Linked DNA regions of Mus musculus: all the other regions are linked to region 1. The links are chromatin contacts, called in public HiChIP or PLAC-seq and promoter capture Hi-C maps. All regions are on one chromosome and are shown on one strand. The core of a region is the stretch at or near the end of the contact, and the rest is flanking DNA. Distances in the headings are between cores, read along the strand shown. Region 1 holds the start of 4933404O12Rik (RIKEN cDNA 4933404O12 gene). Region 2 holds the start of Epo (erythropoietin). Region 3 holds the start of Orai2 (ORAI calcium release-activated calcium modulator 2).

What was found. Promoter capture Hi-C pulls out the DNA fragments that hold promoters and counts their contacts. HiChIP or PLAC-seq counts read pairs in DNA pulled down with a chosen protein or histone mark.
Region 2: a contact with region 1 is called in an H3K4me3 HiChIP or PLAC-seq map of bone marrow-derived macrophages, with 4 times the contacts expected there. The contact joins the promoter of Epo here to the promoter of 4933404O12Rik in region 1. A contact is called at or near these places in 1 of 39 promoter capture datasets (liver), 2 of 484 Hi-C or Micro-C datasets (CD4 T cells and embryonic stem cells) and 2 of 115 datasets of contacts at active chromatin or transcription factors (bone marrow-derived macrophages and embryonic stem cells).
Region 3: a promoter capture Hi-C map of the HPC-7 cell line shows a contact between it and region 1. The contact joins the promoter of Orai2 here to the promoter of 4933404O12Rik in region 1. A contact is called at or near these places in 6 of 39 promoter capture datasets (the 3T3-L1 cell line, the C10 cell line, the HPC-7 cell line and 3 more), 5 of 115 datasets of contacts at active chromatin or transcription factors (the SCID.adh cell line, craniofacial prominence, double positive thymocytes and 2 more) and 2 of 9 other capture datasets (adipose tissue and liver).

The regions. Positions count from the first base shown.
Region 1 is chr5:136,917,660-136,920,969 of GRCm38.p6, reverse strand. 4933404O12Rik (RIKEN cDNA 4933404O12 gene) reads right to left here and starts at 1,824. Exons shown (of 4, transcript NR_015555.1): 1 at 1,539-1,824.
Region 2 is chr5:137,483,721-137,487,232 of GRCm38.p6, reverse strand. It overlaps Epo (erythropoietin), which reads left to right and starts at 1,417. Exons shown (of 5, transcript NM_007942.2): 1 at 1,417-1,500; 2 at 2,056-2,198; 3 at 2,661-2,747; 4 at 3,073-3,252. The coding sequence starts at 1,488. It overlaps Gm36056 (a long non-coding RNA gene), which reads right to left. Exons shown (of 3, transcript XR_377150.2): 3 at 1,730-1,927.
Region 3 is chr5:136,168,682-136,172,072 of GRCm38.p6, reverse strand. It overlaps Orai2 (ORAI calcium release-activated calcium modulator 2), which reads left to right and starts at 1,417. Exons shown (of 3, transcript NM_178751.3): 1 at 1,417-1,535.

The sequences.
Region 1 (3,310 bases), core at 575-3,074:
CTGGTGTTTATATTTGCGCAGGTGCATGTGGTGGCCAGAGGTCAACCAACCTTAGGTGACCTTCCAAAGTCACTGTCCACTTTGTTTTGTGAGACCTGGTCTCTTGATATCCTAATTCATGATCCCTCATTTGACTGGGGCGGTTGGCCAGCCAACTTCCCCAGCAGGACGTGGGGGTGACAAGTGTGGCCCACTGTACCTTGCTTTGTTCCGTGTGTGGGTGCTGGGGATTGACTCTGACGTCAGGCTGTCCGGCTCGGTGGTAAGCACCTTTACATGGCTGGTCCTTTCACTCTCCCACTCTTCTTTTTTTTTTTAGTGATGGAAGGGGACAAGGTTTCACTATGTAGCCCTGCCTGGTCTGCATCTTGTTATGTAGATCAGGCTAGCCTCAAATTAGTCTTGACTTCCCCGTCTCTACCTTGTGAGCACTGGAATCGCACGCATGTGCAACCAGCCTGGCTATTTATTTATTTTTAATCATGATTTCCCTAAAGTCTGTAATCCCAGGACTGGGGGAAGCTGAGGCAGGAGGATGACTATAAGTTCCAAGCCAGCCTAGGGTTACATATACAGACCTTATTTCAAACAAAACCAAGATAGGTGGTGAGATAGCTCAGCAGGTAAATGTGATCACTCACTGCATCACATGAGTGCAATCCCCCAGACCCACGTGGCAAAAGGAAAGGATCAATTTCTGAACCCAGAAAGTTTTCTGACCACTACATGCCCTCCCCCTAAATACATACGGCAACAACCAAAACAAACATCAGACTAAAAACAAACAAAACAGAAAACAACAAAATCCCCCCAAAACAAAACAAAAACCAACCAATCAAACAAAAGCACCCGCCAGCCTTGTCATTTACTGGAGTATCAACGCGTTTGCTCTTAGGAAGCAGTGAAGCTTCCGAGGGCAAACACTGCTAGGTACTGCAGATCTGTGTCTGTCGGCCCCAGCTAGACCATGGATGAGGGGTACCTTATCGACTCTAACCCCAGCTCCCTCTTCTTTAATAGTGGAGGGCTGTGGCTGTGGCAGCACCCATCACTACTTATTGTGTGTGGTGTATGCATGCTGACATATGCTTGAGAGCTCGTGTGCAACTGCAGGGGCCACAGGAAGTTATTACTCCCAGCTTCATTCCCCAGAGCCAGGGTCCGTCTCTGAACTTGAAGGTAGACTAGGCTGGCGGCTAGGGTCTCTGATCCCACATGTTGGTTGTGTCCCTGTCTCCCTGCTGGGGATTCGAGCGGTTTCTCAAGGTTGCAAAAGCTCTCTTACCCCTGTGTCATCTCCCCAGCCCATGGACAGCACCTAATTGCTCCGATCACCAGGATCCATTCTGCTATTCCGGACAACGTGAAGGAACTAGACGGTTAACCCAGAGTCACATCACCGGGGGGGGGGGGGGGGGGGTTTCAGGACTGGAGAGGTGGCCTGCGCCCCCACCCACCCCCACCCCCCGGCTCAGGGCTGGGCTTCCCGCGCATCCAGTCCCAGGTCTTGTCCTGATTTCCCGGCTGAAAATCCTCACCGTGGAAGGCTGAACCGAGCCGCGAACACATGAGGAGCCCCGGTTCCCGCCTCAGACCTGCAACTAACGACAGCTTGCTCGCGCCTAACTACATTTCCCAGAGTTTTCAGCGGCAAGCCGTTAGCGGGGCTCGCGACAGAAAATTCATTGGCGCCGAGGTGGTGGTGGCCGGTGACCAGCAAGGTGAATACGCAGATCTGTCGCTAACCCTCACACCTTTCACCCTGTCTACGCGCTCGCCACCACCTGATGCTCACTTCTGGTGTGGGAGGAGGCAGAGCAAGACAAGCCGTTGCCTGGAAAGGAACCAGAACTACAACTCCCAGAATGCTTCGGCATGGACAGCCTCCTGCTTCTCCGAGTAGCCCTAGAAACCGTTGTAGTTGCCACAGAGACTATTCTCAGATTATTTGGGCTCTGCAAGCCAGCGAGCGAAGGAGCAGAAGCCAGATTAGGGGAACGATAAAGGACAAAAGACGATATTTGACTTAAACAATGCTGACGAATACATTGCCATTTTTTCTTCCCACGGATGATCAGGGCCAGAGCAAAGGGCGAACAGCCTTCTAGGAAATGCAGAGAAGCTGCCACAGGAGCTATGGGAAACGTAGTCCATTGATTACTAGCCACGCCTTTAAGGAGAATTCAAACACAGTATTTGCCTTATAAGTACTTAAATAGTATTTAGAAAGTCCCTTTTTTATATTTACCCTCGGAGCCGTTTCAGACACTGCATATCCTAAGTGGAGCTTGTACCTGGCTAGCCTGTCTTCAGCCATCTTCCTTTAAGGTTTGTTGTACACAAAAGTAGACCAAAGGAACCTGTGGCTATTACGATTAATACATACTTCATAAATGTGATGGTTTGTATATTCTTGGGCCAGGGAGTGGCACCATTTGGAGGTGTGACCTGGTTGGAGTAGGTGTGCCTCTGTGGGTGTGAGTTTAAGATTCTCACCCTAGTTGCCTAGGAGTCAGTCTTCCACTAGCCGCCTTTGGATGAAGACATAGAACTCTCAGCTCCTCCTGCACCATGCCTGCCTGGATACTGCCATGCTCCCACCTTGATAATGGACTGAACCTCTGAACCTGTAAGCCAGCCCCAATTAAATGTTTTTATAAGACTTGCCTTGGTCATGGTGTCTGTTCACAGCAGTAAAACCATAACTAAGACAATAACCTATACGGTAGGAAGAAATCTTGAAAACTACTAACGGCTTGTTCTGAGTTAACCTTCAAACTAAATGTTCACTCCAGGACACAATAGGAATGAAAGGCCTGGGTATGAATCTTTCTCTTGCTACACACTGAGAGACGGTAACTAAGGAGACTGGGATCCCAAGAGACAGTGCCAACCACCTGACCAGAGGGTTTGGATAACGATGGCCTTTGTTCTATAATCTGACCAAAACTCTGATAAGACTATAGATGTAGAAGACGGAGCTCATTTTGATTTTCACAGGCTGAGTATCTGGAATCCTGAAGTGGACCTGGGCCACACTGAGGCTTTGGAAACAAGAGGCATGCTTTCAAAGGCTGTATAAAGAGCAACAGAGAGGCCTGCAGCTCTGTGGGTAGACACCTGGCTAACAGGAAGCCCATCTGGCTCCCATCTGTAGCATCACATAAACTGGGCATGGGTAATGGCGGCCTGTGAGAGTGAAGGCAGAAGGATCAGGGATTCAAGGTTATTGTGGGAAGCCACATGTGCCGTTGCAGGGTGGCGCTGGCTTCCGCTGGCCACCATGCATACATAGGCAGTAAAGTTCTTT
Region 2 (3,512 bases), core at 168-2,667, 570 kb before region 1:
GCACTGGGATGACTGACTGGAGCACACCACCACACCAGCATTTGAAGATTTCCTGAAAGAATTGAGTGAATTTCCCCCACTTTCTCTCTCTTTTTAATCTGAGTTATTCAGAACAGCATTCTAGGCTATTTTACAGCCTGGTTCTTCCTAAAGAGCACTCTGGCTTCATCTCATTCCACATTCCCCACTTTCCCCATATACCTGAGTCTCCTCCCATACCTATTAGAATTACGTTCCATCCAAACTGCTCAATCCTCAATTCTGAGCTCATAGTGATTCTGGCCATCCCATCTGCCTTAACTTCCCTGGTTGAATATGAGCTCGTTCACCCTCAGCTCTTACACCTCAGATCTGCACACTCCAGTTCCGATACACTGCCTGCCATGTTCAGAACTTGTCTTGCTGTATAGATCTCGAAGGAGATTAAAATGTATCTCTTTTTATCCTGCAAAGGGTCTTGCACAAAATACACATTGGATCTGGAGACCTGGCTCATCTGTAGAGCCCCTGCCTAGAATCCCCCAGTGAGGGGCTGGGGGTGTGGCTCAGAAGTAGAGCCCCTGCCTAGAATCCCCCAGCTCAGTGGGAGCTCAGTTACAGAGTATTTGCACGGGGTTCCAGTCTCAGCACTGCATAAACAAAAGCAAGAACCCACTATCAACCTGCCCACCCGTCCTCAGTAATGCCCCACAGGCCTGTTCTGAAAGTTACCTTTCTGGGTTTTTAGGGATTATAGAAAAACGAGGAGAGGGAGGGGAGGAGGCCCCATTCATTATTCAACAGGGAAAACCCTGACCCTTAGAACAAGTCGTAAGACTGTAAGAAGAAAAAGCATCCGAGCCCCTTCTAGACTCCAGCCTTAGTTGTTTCTGATCTAAATCCCTGCCTCAAGACAAGGATGCTCCCACCCCCCACACACCCCCGCCCCCAGGTGTTCCGGCGCCCAACTTTTCATAGGTCAATTATCCTTACCTCAGCCTTAGGCTTACCTTCCCGCAAATCTCTCAGATGCGCACCCCCCTGGTCTACCCTCCTGGAAATCAGAACCTCCCCCCCCCCAAAACCCCCCTGACGGCGTGTGTGCCTGGAACAGCCTGCTCCACCCCAGCAAGCACCAGACCCAGGCGTCCTGCCCCTTGCTCTGACCCCAGGTGGCCCCCACCTCTGGCGACCCCTCACGCACACACAGCTTCACCCCCACCCCCACCCGCGCACGCACACATGCTGATAACATCCCCGACCCCCGGCCGGAGCCACAGTGTCCCGGGACCAACCCTGGCCGGTGGCTGTGTCTCACTGTGTTCCCGAACGGACCCTTGGCCAGGGCCACCGCGTCCCCACTCTGCCCGCGCCCCCTGGACAGTGACCACTTTCTTCCAGGCTAGTGGGGTGATCTGGCCCTACAGAACTTCCAAGGATGAAGACTTGCAGCGTGGACACTGGCCCAGCCCCGGGTCGCTAAGGAGCTCCGGCAGCTAGGCGCGGAGATGGGGGTGCCCGGTGAGTACTCACAGGCTAAGGACCTGTGACCTCCAGGGCTCCTGTTTGAGTAAGGATTTACATCTAAAGCTATTGGTCAGGAAACCGACCGTGTTCAAGGACCTGCGACTCTCCAAGGATCAAGGAAGAGGGGGGGTGGGGCAGCCTCCACGTGCACTAAGGGGTTTGGGGAGCCCCCTGTGAATGACAAAAAAGGCGGGGGGATCCAGAACAGGGACAAAATTTAGGATTTTGGGGAGATGAGGCGCTGCTCTGTGAGTGAAAGGCTGCTAAAGGAATTACCTGCGTCCAGGAGTCCCTGCTTCCCAGGATCTGCCAGCCTCTGGCGCGCACCCACAGTGAAGTTTGGCCGAGAAGTGGATGCCGGTCGCTTGGGGGGTGGGGTGTGCAGCGCGGAGGGATTGAATGAAGGCCACTCAGGCAGAGCCTAAGCAATTGCAAGGTCGGGGTCAGCAGAGACTATAAGGGCAGAGGGGTCTCGCTGAGCCAACCGGCCCCTGCAGTCCCACGGCCCCCTCCCCTCTCGGCCTCACACTCAGCCTGCCTTTCTTCCAGAACGTCCCACCCTGCTGCTTTTACTCTCCTTGCTACTGATTCCTCTGGGCCTCCCAGTCCTCTGTGCTCCCCCACGCCTCATCTGCGACAGTCGAGTTCTGGAGAGGTACATCTTAGAGGCCAAGGAGGCAGAAAATGTCACGGTAAGCTCCCTGGCCCCACAAAAGAAAGAAACTGGTTCTCAGGGATCTGGGAATTTGGGTTCCTTCCTGGAACTACCTTTAGGGACAAGATAAGATGTTTACCCTTAAACCTCTTTCATCCCCCCGACAAGAATGATAAAACTGGGCAGGGGATGTGGCCCAGTTGGTAAAGAGCTTGCAAAGTGTGCAAGACGCCCTAGGTTCGATTCCAAGTACTGCACAAAACATTTTGGGTGGCATAAACCTACAATCCCAGTAGTTGGGAGGTGGTGGTAGGAGAATCAGAAATTCAAGGTGATCCTTAGCTACATATCAAGTGTGAGGCCAACCTGGGTTACATGAAACTATGTCTAAAATAAAGAATGACAAAGCTGGTGGTTCCCAAAGCATGCCGGTAAAATTCAAAGACAGAGTGTCTGATGGCTTTTTGTGGACATTTTGACCTGGGGCTGTGTCTTTTAGATGGGTTGTGCAGAAGGTCCCAGACTGAGTGAAAATATTACAGTCCCAGATACCAAAGTCAACTTCTATGCTTGGAAAAGAATGGAGGTGAGTTGCATTGTGTCTGGTCCCTGTCCTTGTCCCCATCTGTCTGTCTGTCTGACCGCCCATCCATGCCCCCACCCTCTCCACCCTTGGTTCTTAGAGGTTGGTGGGTCTCATTTTCACATCTTTATAGTGTGGGAGAAAATATCAGAGACAATGGTTCATGGGATAGAGTAGCTCATAATATATTCATTCATTCATTCATTCATTCATTCATTCAGTAAACCTTACTGCTTGCTTTTCTGTTCCTTCTTTCAGTCCTGTATAATAGCCAGGGAGGATAGGGAATGACATTGGTTGGCTGTTTCTAAGTCTTTGACTCCCCTAGGTGGAAGAACAGGCCATAGAAGTTTGGCAAGGCCTGTCCCTGCTCTCAGAAGCCATCCTGCAGGCCCAGGCCCTGCTAGCCAATTCCTCCCAGCCACCAGAGACCCTTCAGCTTCATATAGACAAAGCCATCAGTGGTCTACGTAGCCTCACTTCACTGCTTCGGGTACTGGGAGCTCAGGTGAGTGTGAGTGCCTGTGGACCCTGCTACTTGCCCTTCTACAGGATGCACTAAGAACTGTTAAAGAACCCTGAGGTCTGAGCCAGGGAGAGCTCAGCGGGGAAATGAGCTCGATGCTAAGCCTGATGCCCTGGGACCCACAAGCTGAAAGTCCTCTAAGCGAATTAATGTAATAACAAATTTAAAACAAAGACTACTGACAGCTCAGTCTGCGGAGATGAATCAAGGGATGGCATGCTGGCTGCACAAGTGTGAGGAGC
Region 3 (3,391 bases), core at 168-2,667, 750 kb after region 1:
CCCAGACAGCAATGCAGTGCCCTCAGGAGAGACTGCTCTGGACCTGAACCTTCTGGGTAACCCCTAGTCAGCTCCCTGGGATCCTAAGAGGGGGCAGGGGTTGTGGATCCTCCAACCTCCGACCCTCCTTCCAACAGGACAGATACCATGGCTTCCTCCCTTCTAAGGAGGAAGTGAGTCAAACAACAGTAAGGGCTGTTGCCTGTGTTTGGTTAGCAAAGCGGCTCCTAGGCAGACTGGTAATTACAGTTGGCATTTCATTTTTGCCCAGGCATGCCAGATAATTGTGCTGGCGGTGGAGGAACCTCAGTGCCTGGCGCTGGAAAGTCCTACTCCAAAGCTAAGCTTCCTAATAACCGCAAGAAGCAAAAACCCCTTGTTGAAAGAGTGTCATCCATGATGCAATGGCTGGAGTTTACCAAGTGTCTCCTTCCTGTTTTCGTTTACTCAAACTTCAGCTCTGCAGGCGCCAGGCAGTTGCCTTGAGAGTGCGTGGCTCCCGCAGGTTCAGACCCTCTTATGTAGGCACACGTGGAGCCTTATGATGGCCCACGCTGTCAGGAGGGGTCAGCGCCAGGAGGGAGGAGTTGCTTTCACCTATCCTAAGTGAATTGACTTGGCAACCCAAGCGGAAACTGCTAACAGTCACATCTATACACTCCCAGTTGTCAGGAAATTTGGATACGAGTGGAATTTTTCCTTCCTTTGGGTTAATGTGTCACAGTCTGATGCTTTTGCGACAGATGGAAAAATCCTATATAGAGCGTGCAAGCAGAAGCGTACCGGGCAAATAGGGAGCACTCTGAGGGGCCACGAGGCACCCACTGGGGCGCTGAGCGTATACTTAGTGTATACTTCCTGCAGAGCCGTTCCTGTTTGAGTTTCTCAGTTGTAAAACCTCAGTGTTCGCCAGGGCATGCCTCGCCGCAGCGTCCAAACGACCCTTCTCTGCCATCCATGAGGTGCCCAGAGCTCAGCAATGAGAACATGTCCCTTGCATTGTTTGGTTCTCACAGCCTTGCTGGAACCAAGAGCCACCTACCTGCGTGACCACAGTAGAATGGTGTCACTGCACAAGCTGAGAAAACCAGGATATAGCCAGGCTGAGCCTTTCTTGCACGCCTCTACCCACTCTGCAACACTCACACCCTGTCCCCACCTCTCTATGCTGCCCACGACAGATGCTGGGTATCCCCTAGTGTCACTCGCTAGGAGCAGCGCTCTCCCACGCCTGGACCCACCCACCTGGGTCCCACGAGGATGATAGCACTTTGTGAAGTGAAGACCCCTAGATCTTGTAGGAGGGGTCGGTCCCCAACCAGCTATTCAGGTCACGTGGTCCGCGGCAGGGCCCCACGGATGGGTCACGTGACGGCGGCGCAGTGTTGCCTAGGCAGCGGCTGCGGGCGGAAAGAGGGAGGGGGCCGGTCCTCCGCCCTGGCCCGGCCGCCGGGCCACCCGGCCGCGACACAGACGCTAGCCACGAGCCGGAGCCGTGAGCTGGAGCCAAGCGCGCTGAGGGCTGGACAGTCAGGGTGAGTGCTCGGCCGCGGGTGGGCCCGTCCATCCTTGTCTGGGGGGGGGGGGTGTCTGAAGGGGAACAGGAGAGGGTCCCCTCCTAGCTAAGGGGCGCGGGGAAATTGGATCAGGGACACTGGACAGGAGGAGATGGAGCTTCTCCCTGGGCAGGCATGGCGTGGAGAGGAAGGGACAGGCTGATGAGAGGCAGAGGGATGGCCTGGTGACCCCAATCCCTTGACTTCCTTGGTAGAGTGCAGTGTCAGAAGACTTGGATCGCGCGGGGCTGCCAGCTGATTCTCGGGTCCTGCAGTCGCAGGGACTTCCCTAGAGTATAGGACAGGGATGCAGGTGGCTGCTTTTGGCAGGCCACTGCCACCTCTCAGGCGCGTGGGTGACAAGACACAGTTCCCGTGCCCCAGATGTTTAGAGGAAGTTAAAACAGGCAGACTCCATAACCTGCTGCCTGAGACAGTTTCAAACAAACCTGGCAAGAGAAATGCTCGTCTAACAGCCTTGCCGTGGGTTGGCTTTTTTTTTTTTTTTTTAATTTTTTTTGTCAGACCTAATCTTTCTGCTGCTCCTCATTTTAATAATAATAATAATTTTTTTTTTAAAAAAAAGGTTCAGTCTGCCTAGCAATCTTAGAGTTGGTGGGTGCTATCTGACAGACTTATGGGCTCCATCTTGTCTCACCGCCCCCTCTGGCCTGAGCTTGGAATTTGTAGGCCAGACTCTGCTTCTCCCCATGGGGCAAGGGTTGGACCAAGATAGGCCCTCTGAGTATAAGGAATGGACTTGTGACAGAAGCTGGTGATGCCTGCCATCCTGGCACGCAGGAGATTAGGTGAGACAGTCCCAAGTTCCAAGCCACCCTGGGCTACACAGCAAGACCCTGTCTCAAAACAAACCCAAAAATAGAAAGGGGATCAGCGGGAGCTGTGGATGGAACCCCTAGAAAATCTGCCTAGCGTGCAGGAACCCTGGGTTCTAACCCCAGCACCATGCAAAGCAGGTGTGTGATCTCAGCCCTTGCAGCATCCAGAGTTCAAAGCTATGCTTGGTTATATTTTTGGTTGGAGGCTGACCTGGCCTACATAAGGCCCTATCTAAAATAGAAGGAAGGGCCGGGCGTGGTGGCGCACACCTTTAATCCCAGCACTTGGGAGGCAGAGGCAGGCAGATTTCTGAGTTCGAGGCCAGCCTGGTCTACAAAGTGAGTTCCAGAACAGCCAGGGCTACACAGAGAAACCCTGTCTCAAAAAAACAAAACCAAACAACTAAAATAGAAGGAAGGAAGGAAGGAAGGAAGGAAGGAAGGAAGGAAGGAGCTGGGTGGTAATGACAACTTGTAGGTAGTGTGGATGGATGGATGGATCTCTGAGTTTGGGATCACTCTGGTCACAGAACAAGTTCTAGGACAGGCAGAGCTCGGAAAAATGAAAAAAAAAAGAAAGAAAAGTAAAAAGAAAGAGATAAGAAATAAAGAAGAAAGGAAAGAAAGAAAGAAAAGGAAAGAGAATGAATTTGAGCCTCCTGGACTAATACAGGGGAAGGGTGTCTCATCTCCTTATAGGACCTGCAGGCCCAACACGATTGAGCGGGAGGCAGACAGCTCTCCACACCCACCCTAACCACTCGGAGCTATTTGCATATCCTCACTCAGCTGCACACTCGGACTGGAACGCAGGGGCTTGCCTCATTGCGGTCCCCCAGAAAATCCATCTTCTTCACATCATGAATCCTTTCCTTCCTTTGATCCCCTGGGTCTGGAGTCACAGACAGTCGTTTGCTACCATGTGGTTGCTGGGAATGGAACCTGGGTCCTCTGGAAGAGCAGCTAGTGGTCTAACCACTGAGCCCCCCGCCCCCC